Linked DNA regions of Mus musculus: region 1 is linked to region 2. A link is a contact called in public promoter capture Hi-C data. All regions are on one chromosome and are shown on one strand. The core of a region is the stretch at or near the end of the contact, and the rest is flanking DNA. Distances in the headings are between cores, read along the strand shown.

Evidence for each region. Promoter capture Hi-C pulls out the DNA fragments that hold promoters and counts their contacts.
Region 1: a contact with region 2 is called in a promoter capture Hi-C map of the HPC-7 cell line, with 5 times the contacts expected there. The contact joins the promoter of Mtarc1 here to the enhancer-like site in region 2. A contact is called at or near these places in 6 of 39 promoter capture datasets (the 3T3-L1 cell line, the HPC-7 cell line, HPC-7-derived erythroid cells and 3 more), 1 of 115 datasets of contacts at active chromatin or transcription factors (pancreatic cancer cells) and 1 of 9 other capture datasets (liver).

What each region holds. Positions count from the first base shown.
Region 1 is chr1:184,809,656-184,814,361 of GRCm38.p6, forward strand. It overlaps Mtarc1 (mitochondrial amidoxime reducing component 1), which reads right to left and starts at 1,645. Exons shown (of 7, transcript NM_001290273.1): 1 at 1,191-1,645. The coding sequence starts at 1,474. It overlaps Mtarc2 (mitochondrial amidoxime reducing component 2), which reads right to left. Exons shown (of 8, transcript NM_133684.4): 8 at 3,411-4,228.
Region 2 is chr1:184,318,566-184,323,275 of GRCm38.p6, forward strand. The region is part of intron 2 of Gm34177 (a long non-coding RNA gene); the gene reads right to left. Among named protein-coding and RNA genes, the nearest start is that of Gm34177, 8.5 kb to the right of the region's middle. Within about 2 kb of position 2,431, at least 9 of the 459 cell types and tissues checked have an H3K27ac peak or open chromatin away from gene starts, as enhancers often do. A contact at or near this core is called in the HPC-7 cell line, where this site is marked.

The DNA.
Region 1 (4,706 bases), core at 395-2,894, 490 kb after region 2:
GTGGGATCCCACTGCTCAAAACAGGGAATAGTTAGGGTTCCTGACTGCCTGGAGCAGAGGTGAGCAGCTGACCTTTGAACTTTGTCCAGAACTGCTGTGTCTCAGTGAAAGGACCATTGGTGTATTTTCTAGTGAAGGAGAGTCAGCCTCTAATGATCTTTGGTTCTTGAGATATGAAGAATTGCAAAACACAGGTGATGGGGAGAGGGGGGGGGTTGGGGCGGGCGGAGAGCAGTCTCACATTACAAGGTCCACACTGAACCGAGGAACCCACTCATCTGTAACTGCCCATCAACCTTATGTAAAAGCCACCCGTAAATCAGCTATGAGACAAGAAGGGCTTTGGAGCAAAAATCTCCATTTCTTCTTCCTGAACCAGTCGGTCAGCATGTCCACTGGACCGGCCTGATCTGAGGCGAATGGCTTGTGTTAGCTTTAGAGAGCTGAGACGGGGAGGTCGCAGCCTCTGTTAGCCTGTGTCCTCTGCTGAAGGAGAGGCCTGAGGATCCTGATACGCAGCCTTCCAGTGATGCCCAGAGCTGGTGGGAGACCAGACCTGAAGAGAGCAGAGCTGCTGAACCTTCGCTGAAGTCCCGGCGACAGGGGTCACTCCTCAGCTGGACTCTTAGTCGCTGTTTACAAATCCCAGGTTGCCCCCCCCCCCACCCAGTGCAGAACCTTTATCTGACAAGAGCCTTGGGGAAATAACACTCACAGCTTATTTTCTTAAGCTGTCATGCATGCTCAACTACTGCACTAACAGGGATGAGCCGTGCCTAGGATCCAGGATCTATTGTCTTAGTTTTTCTAAATTTAAGACTATCACTGAGAGTAAAGTAACCAAGGACCAGTCCCTTCAGGGTCCCTGGGTGGAGGGAGATTGAAGTTTCTTCTTGCGGATTGGCCGGCGTGAGAAATGCCTCGTCTAACACCACAAGATTTGAAATAGCCACGAGAGGATGGATAGAGAGATGTCCAACTCCAGGAAGCGTGAAACCCGGGAACTTCAGAGTTCCAGGTCCCCCGAGTTGGCTGGCGGAGGGTGAAGTTCATTTTTTCCGTTTCTCACCACCCCTTTCCCAGCCTCCGGTCTCTAGTCTGAGTAAGAAGGGACCGGCGAGCGGACCCCGCTGACCTCCCCACACCCACACAGCCTAGGTCAGCGTGGTGATGCTCGGTGCTCAGCGTACCTGTCGCGCAGGTGGCCATAGCGCAGCCCCATGGCAGTGCACTCTGCCTCGCTCACCGACAACCCCTTGCAGGACTTGATTGGGTAGATCCAGAGCTGTGCCACCGTTCCCACTTGCTGTAGCCGCCGGCGTCGCCGGGGACGCGCACGACGCCAGGCCACTGTCCCCAGGGCCACCGCGGCCAGTCCCAGCGCGGCGACGCCGAGCCAGGTGGACCGCGGCTGGCCCGGGACCCGAAACGCGGAGAAGCCGAAGAGGGTCAGCGCCCAGGACCCCGCACCCATGACTGGAGAGGGCGGGATGAGCGCTTGATACACCTCCGGCGCCGACTGGACCAAGAGCTACTGTGGCCAGCGGCCTGGGCCTGAGCCCAAAGGTCAGCAGCTCCTGACCCTTCCCCTCCAATCCAAATTGTGCATCTTCATTCGGCCTGGGCGGGAGGTGGTGGCTCAGCTGTGGAATCTCACCGCCTGCCCCTACTTTCCGCTGCCTTCCCCCCCTTCGGTCCCTCCCTCCCTCCCTCCCCTTCCCTCCCTCGCTGACCCTCTCCCAGGATCAATCAGTGCAGAGCAGCTTATTTACATGTTTGCAGAGTTGTTTATTTGACCTAAAACACACAACGTTTGCAGAACGTGGCGTGATTTTGAAATTAGAAACCAGGCTGCGGGCAGCCGCCCCTCTGGGGTCTGTGGGGAGCAGTTTGGCAGCAGCCAGGGTGCTTCCAACCAGCTGGGATATGAAGGGAAAAGATCTGACCAGCCTTGAGGATCTACAGGGCCAATCCTGGGCTGCAGCTATTCGTAGACACCCGCCCCCCGCACCCCCCACCCACACGCCCCTCTTTTCCCTGCGTCCTAATGTGGACTTGCACTGCCAGGTATCTCTTCCGAAGGCTACCGCATCTTGAACAACAAAGACAAGACCATCAAGGTACCTTGGGCGCCTTAGGCACCTGTTTGGTGTGTCAAGCTGCTAAAATGTCATATTTATTCAAGACTGTTCTAACCAGAGCATTTTCTCTACTAAGTTAAGGCAGAGAGACTGGACTTTGTACTGAAACAAGGGCTGGGGATTTTACAGCCAAGGGGCAGTGCGGGGATGAACCTGGCTGCAGGAATAAAGATTTCTCTGAAGAGAAGCTTGTGCCCTTCCCTCTAGCCAACAGACTCTTGAAACAGTGGACCAAGAAACTGGGACTCCCCCGACTTCACCCCATCCCAAGTCTCAAGGTGAGAGAAGGAGATGGCTGGGAGCCATCAATCAATCGGAGGGAGAGCCTGCCTCCCAGAGGGAGATTCCACAGAGTTCTGACAAAGCCTCAGACCGCCTGAAACACGGGAGGGTCTGATGGGTAGGATCACACTTTGACCAGAATAGTTCTGCTGATGGGCAGCATCCTAAAGCAGAGGGGGCAGTCCCCAAAACTCGATGTTCACGTGGAAATGCAAGAATGAGGTATCATGGAGGCCAGCCGAGGCCAGGCAATGTGCTGCCGGCTGAGTTGGACGCCCTGTAGAGGTGCCCTGTAGAGAGGCCACTGTGTGGAGAGTGGGAGAAGCAAGCAGAACGCTAGCACACACTGGCCTCAGCTAGCTGGGCGACTCACTTCCCTGGGTTTGGGCATGAAATGTCACCCTCTAGCTTGCATGTCCCCCCGGCTGGTGGCGCTATCTGGGGAGGCTGAAGTAAATGATGAGGTGTAGCCTAGCTGGGGAGGAAGGAAGTCTCCTGAGGGCTGGCCCCTTCCTGACCATCTGCTTCCTTCCCTTGGCTTGTCAGGTAAAATTGACTCAGGATACAGCTTCATATCCCACATTTACCTCACAGCCTGCTGGAAGCCAAGGGCCCAGGACCCAGCGAAGGAGAAGACGGAAGGAGCAACAGCTGTCCCCCATGGATGATATGTCTTTTGACATCATCAGCTATATGCCTTAGACCAGCCGTTCTCAACCTTCCTAATACGGCTCCTCATGTGGTGGCGACCCCCAACCATAAAATTCTTTTCACTGCTACTTCATACCTGTAATAGTGCTACTGTTAGGAATCGTATCGTAAATACCTGATAGGCAGGATATCTGATATGTGGCCCCTGTGGAAGGATCGTGACCCACAGGTTGAGAAGTGCCCTGTACACACCAGTGACCAATTAAGGCTTAGAACCCAGGGAAGACACGTGGTGATCTTGTAAAATGAGTAAGAAGCAAAAGTCACAGAGGAAGTAGGAGAGACTCGCACTTATTAATGACAATGGAACCACACAGCTGTAAGAGAGCTAACTCGGCTCCATGTTAACTTAGTGTTTGTACTGTTACTGCAAGCTAGTGCATCATCCTGTGCTACCGTGAGCCTTTAAGACTGAGTTCATGGTTTCTCCTTGTTCCTTCTTCCGAAGGAAGATTCCATTCCTTTAAGGTCCACTCTCTTGTAGAATTGGAAGAATTCACAATTATAGATAAGTTCTACCTGTCTTGATAGGAACAGAATGAAATGTAAAGCCACAGTCTATGAACAAAATAACCCCATGACCTCTGAAGTCATTTCTGTATGTAAGCATACTTCTATAACAGCAAGGTAAACAATAATGAAACCAAACTCAGCAGGGCTCAACAGCCAGGCCAAGACCGGCCAACAGGCTTTCGTGAGCATGCGAGCACATCAGATATGTGCACATTCCCTGCACATTCAGGGCAAGAGGGCTCCTTTTCTTACCTTTCTCAAGCGACAGACCTACTGAAAAGTATAAACATTTTTTAAAAGTGGCAGCTTTCGAGCTGTGTCTTTAAACTTCAGCAATCGTAGAGGCAGGAATGAGAAAAACGTAATAGCGGGTGTAGCATTCAGAATAATTGCAGACAAATTCCATTTATTTTTCTAAAAACCTCATTATCTAAAATTTATACAGCCTCACATTCCTAAACCACCTCTGGCACTTTTCTTGAATTAAGTCAAGGCGTACACAGCTCCGAAAGAAAAATAGAGATCCGGTTCCAGGAAGATGGCCATGAGGACTCGCAGATATGTCTCCTCGGACCTGGAAGCTGAACAAATAAGATTCTCTATTACTTTGCTACTCAGACCTTCAGTCATAAATAATTCAAACTTGAGCAAAATAGTCACTGATTGAAGTTAAAATTTGAGGAACGTAAATGATTAGCTGCCAAAGTTCCCACCACAGAAATGGTCGCTTGTGAAAAATCGACTCCTATCAGAGCCCTAAGGAGACGTCTTACTCGATACTGTTGGCTGTTGACCACACTACACTTTGTGCCCACAAAGGCTCACATGTAGAGGTATGAGAAGTAATGTGACCCCTGAGAGGTTATTTCCTCACACCTTGGTGAGCACAGCGGGATGCTGGTGAGCACAGCAGGATGCTGGTGAGCACAGCAGGAGTGAGCACAGCAGGAGTGAGCACAGCAGGATGCTGGTGAGTACAGCAGGATGCTGGTGAGTACAGCAGGATGCTGGTGAGTACAGCAAGAGTGAGCACAGCAGGATGCTGGTGAGTACAGCAGG
Region 2 (4,710 bases), core at 1,181-3,680:
AAGGAAAGAGGCAGAGAGACCTGGAGATATGGTGAGAGAACAAGGGGAAATACAGGTTTGGTTTTTTGGGGGTTCCCTGCACTTCTTACTTGGCAAGTCTTTAGTCTGAGGACGGTTTCCATACTTCATAAAGCCTCAGTAAGCCTGTCACCCCAAGCACCTTTTTGTACTTAATTGTTAGTTTCATATGCAATTGGAAGGAAATATATCCCATATGTCTCTGTTCATTTATACTTAAATCATCCAAAGATGGTGTTTTAATCCCAATTTGTCATTCACAGAAACTTTGGAGATTTCAGTAAATCTCCAGAGGCCACCTTAATCCCTCCGACTCTTGTCTGTGGTCTTCGAGTAAGTTCAGAGATTTGAAATCAAGAGTTTGAGGTCTGCTCCAGGATTTACAAGAGGTTTTGAAACAAAGACTCCCTCCCTTGATTGGTTCCCATCCAACCTCAATACACGGCCATTCTCACATTTCCTTGCTCAATCTCTTTCCTCTTCACGCTCGTGTTGGATGGCCCCAGGAGTCGGTGACCATGGGTCCTTTCCCCTCTTCAGCTTCCCGTCATCTCAGGATCTTCTTTAACCTCGTGGTGGTTTGAATAAGAATGGCCCCATAGGTTAATATATTTGAATACTTGGTCCCTAGTCAGTGGAACTGTTTGCAAAGAATATGGAAGTATGGCCTTGATGGAGGAGGTGTGTCACTAGAGACGGGGCTTTGGGGTTTCAAAAGCTCACCTGAGACCCAGTCTCATTGTCTCTGCCTGCAACTTACTGGTCAGAAGTGAGCTGTCAGCTACTGCTCCAGCGGCTTGGCTGCATGCCTGCCATTGTGCCTCCTGCCCTGATGCTCACAGACTCGTGTCTGAAACTGTAAGCAGGTCCCCAGTAAATGCTTCCTTCATAAACTGCCTCGATCATGGTGTCTCTTCACCCTGCTCTAGAAACCCCATGTCTACGCCATCCTCCTTAGCATCACCCTTACTTCTCTGAGCTCTCTTTCCCTTTTTCCTATGTCCTGACTCTCATTTGACATTGAACTCCCTTGAAAGCACCTCCAAGTTAGCCTTGCCGTGTGTTGATGTTGCCTAGGAGATGGAACGCCGCTCACTGCCTTGCCCCAGGTACAGGGCGTCTCAAAGAAGTCTCTGTGAAACTGAAATGGCTTTGTTTGTAGCACTGGGCTTTAATTTTTAGGAAAAAAAAATTGAAGTTCCTAAGGAAGATCACTACATTCTCTTTAATGTGTAGTATTTTGTGCATTAAAATGCTGAAATAATTTTTATTCAAGCTGTGTGAGAGATAAAGCAGCAATATACACCTACTCTTCGCCTCTGAAATCATCATAAATACTGTTGTCTGTTGATCTTAAACTCATGTCTGTTACGATGCACCAGATGTTAGGAAATACAATATTTAATGGGGCCCTAAGCATTATCAACCATTTATTTACACCTAGGTCCTCCAGCTACTTCCTGTTCCCCGAGAGCAGGCAGTGTGTTGTTGGCGAGCTTAGCCTCAGTCCCCAGCAGTGTTCCTGAACAAGACTGAATGGGGCTCAAACCTTTGTCAAATGTGCACATCGCTTCTATAGACTTTATCACATCCTATGCCCATAACAAGCCTGACTGGCCAGTACCATGATCCCCATTTAAGACTTGAGGAAATTAAAACGTAGGGAGATTAAACCGTTGTGGCATAGGTGCACAGTTAACAAGTGCCACAAACTTAACTCCAGCCAGTGCCTTCTGAGTTACAAATCCTGTATTCTTTATATTGTTTACATTATGCCATGGGCGCTTTCAGGTGCCGCTTGTCTCTTGACTGAAAAAATGACCACCATCATCACCGTTTTCCAGGTCAAGAAAAGCAGAACTCAAAGCCCTGCCAGGTAATTCTGTTCTCATCTCCGGCAACTGCAGGAACCAAGAATAGGAAATCAGCCCAATTGTTCATTCCTCAGTCAATTCGAGTGCATGTAATGAACACCATGTGTTCCTTGATCAAATAATCCCACCAATAAGATGAGCACAGACCAGCATGCCTGGTGTAAAACTCCCTCCTAGTTGGTGGTAACAGAGCTGAGCAGTATGCTGGAGGCAGAAGTGCTTAGAAAAAGTGTCACTTCCTTTGACCTCCTAACCAACACACTGAGAAATTACCAGCTGTGTGCTTCTGATGACAGTTTGATCTTGTGACATGCATGCTATCTTATCTAGATCTTTCTCACTCTATGGCTGTATTCCCTTCATCTTGCTACAGTCTGGCCATAGGAATCCCATTCCTCCACTTCTAAACCTCTGAAGCAAGCTTGTAAACTCCCATAGTTGAAGTTGAAACCAGAGCTCGCAGCGAGGCCCAAGGCCATGTACAGTTCACCAGCTGCTTATGCCCTGAGTGTTGACTGGAGTGTATTGACTCCAGTCAATACTCAGGGCATAGAGAGCACTTGCTTTGTCTCAAGCACCTTTCTGAATAGGTCAGGGATCTGGAATCCTTCAAAGCCCAGGGTCCAGATGGATCTGCTATTGCCACAGCCTCCTCAGCCATTCCCAGTGCCCAGCCTATGTCCTTTGCCTCTCTCTCAGAACTCAGTGTTTGAAGTGTCATGTCTTGTGCTGGTGAGCAACAACCCAAAAATCTCATTCCCAGCCTCTTCCAGGGCAGTCAGTAGGAGACAATGGAGCTGCATAGACTTGCTAAGGATCTGTGTTAAGGCGAGAAGCAGCCTCACACCTGTGTTCTTGGTACACGCTTTGAAATATTAATTGACTCATTTCTAAATCTGAAGAAGAAGTGCAGACTTGGAGACACTGGATTTTTGGCATGAGGATTTCTAACTGTGAGAGCCTTATGTGGTAATTTTTACTTATCTATTTTTCAAGACTGTAATAAAACTTGGCTAGAATATGGAATAAGAAAGAACTTGAAAAACAAAATCTAGTGAGTATCCATCCATTCTCAAGAAAAACTAAGAGTTCATCCTCCCCGTGATGTGAAGCTTTAGCAGAGGAATCTAGAAAGAAAGGCTTGGAAGGGATTATGGAATCGACCAGAGGTTTAATAACCAAAAATAATTCATATTGAAAGGTTTACTATGAAATCAAATAGCAGACGAAGACAGATGAAAGCTCCAAAGTGTTTGTGGGCTTTTCCTCAGACAACGCCAGTCAGGATGCAGTGATAATGCTCAGGAGTATCAAGGAAGGGTGGGTACTCTGTTGTGCCTGAGGTACATGCCTCCTCAGTTGGTTTAGGGACCTGACAGGCCAATGTCCTATGTCACCACGATAGTGTTCTTACTAAGCTCTTGGCCTTAAGAGCTCCTAAACTCTCATAAGACAAATTGGAATACTTTCCCAAAACAATAAGCCTCTCCAAAGAGCCCATGGGACCCCATCTATCTTCTTTTCGCTTCCTGGATCAAGGTGTAAATATGCACTCTCTACTCTGATGCACTCTCTACTATGACCATCTATCTATGTGCTGTTTGAAGGTTAAATAAATCGGCTTTCTTCTAACTCCCTACTGATCTTGGAATTTGGATCACTCACCATCATAAGAAGCTTATCTTGGGTATCTCAATTTACTGGTGAGAATCTGACTGACATAATACCAAAGGCAATATGAGTTGTATCTGTCTTCAAGTTCATAGGTCATTTGTTTTTACTTGTATGTTTGTTTTTACACATGTTCTATAGAAAATACTGTAGGAGTAGAAATCACCTCTCCCCAGTACAGTGGCATTCACTGAAACCGTGTGTGAGTCACAGCCCAGGTGGTAATGATCAAATAACTAGTCAGGCAAACAGATTTTCACTATAGTAGAGGTAGGTTCTGTAGTGGCAGAGAGAATTCTGCACACTGCAAACCAAAAAAGAAAGCCTTAGCCCATCTTCTAAGTCCTGTTTCTCCTAGACCCAACCTTGGAACTCAGCAAGTATTTAATACATGATGTATAAATAAGTCCATGGTGAATCTGGGAAAGCCATGTGTTTATGCAATCAAGGCAAGGTCAGTCTTTCTTAGAGAATGCTGGAAACTTCTACTGGAGAACAGGTCAACTCAAATGCCTTGAGTCCTACTACAGCTCACTGACAATATTCCAAGGCCAGAGGTATTATTATCTTCTACTACCCCAAAATGGCAAGGCAGGGCAATCTTCCTAAAGGCACCTCAAAGTTTATATTCTTTAAAAAGAAGAAAAAACTTTCTGAGTATGTGTGTAGGTGTGTGCATGTTATGATACGATGTGTGTGGAAACCAGTGGACAGTTTTCCAAGAGTTGGTTCTCTAATTCTACCATGGGTTCCAGGGATCAAACTCACATCCCTGTAGGCTTATATGGCAAGTGTTTTTACCTGCTGAGCCCTCTTGTCGTCACACTCTCACCTGTCCAGGTAAGGGAGCCAGGATGAATCTGTCCTGCAGAATCATCTGGCCCTTACAAGGCTCGATGGCAGGAGGAAAGCAGCATTCTTTTTGTTAGAAACCCTGGTCTATCAGGTATAAGGCCGGATGTGTGCCAGGCCTGAGTGGGAACCGTATACAGAGAACCACCAGCAAATTCAAGAATTCCACAAAGGAAAACATGGAGACAAGAGTTAACTGTGGTGAACACACCATTTATTGACTGGAAGATGGCAATCATAACTCCTCATGGACTTTGGAAGACCCATGGAGGTACAGCTGTTCCAATCCAACCCT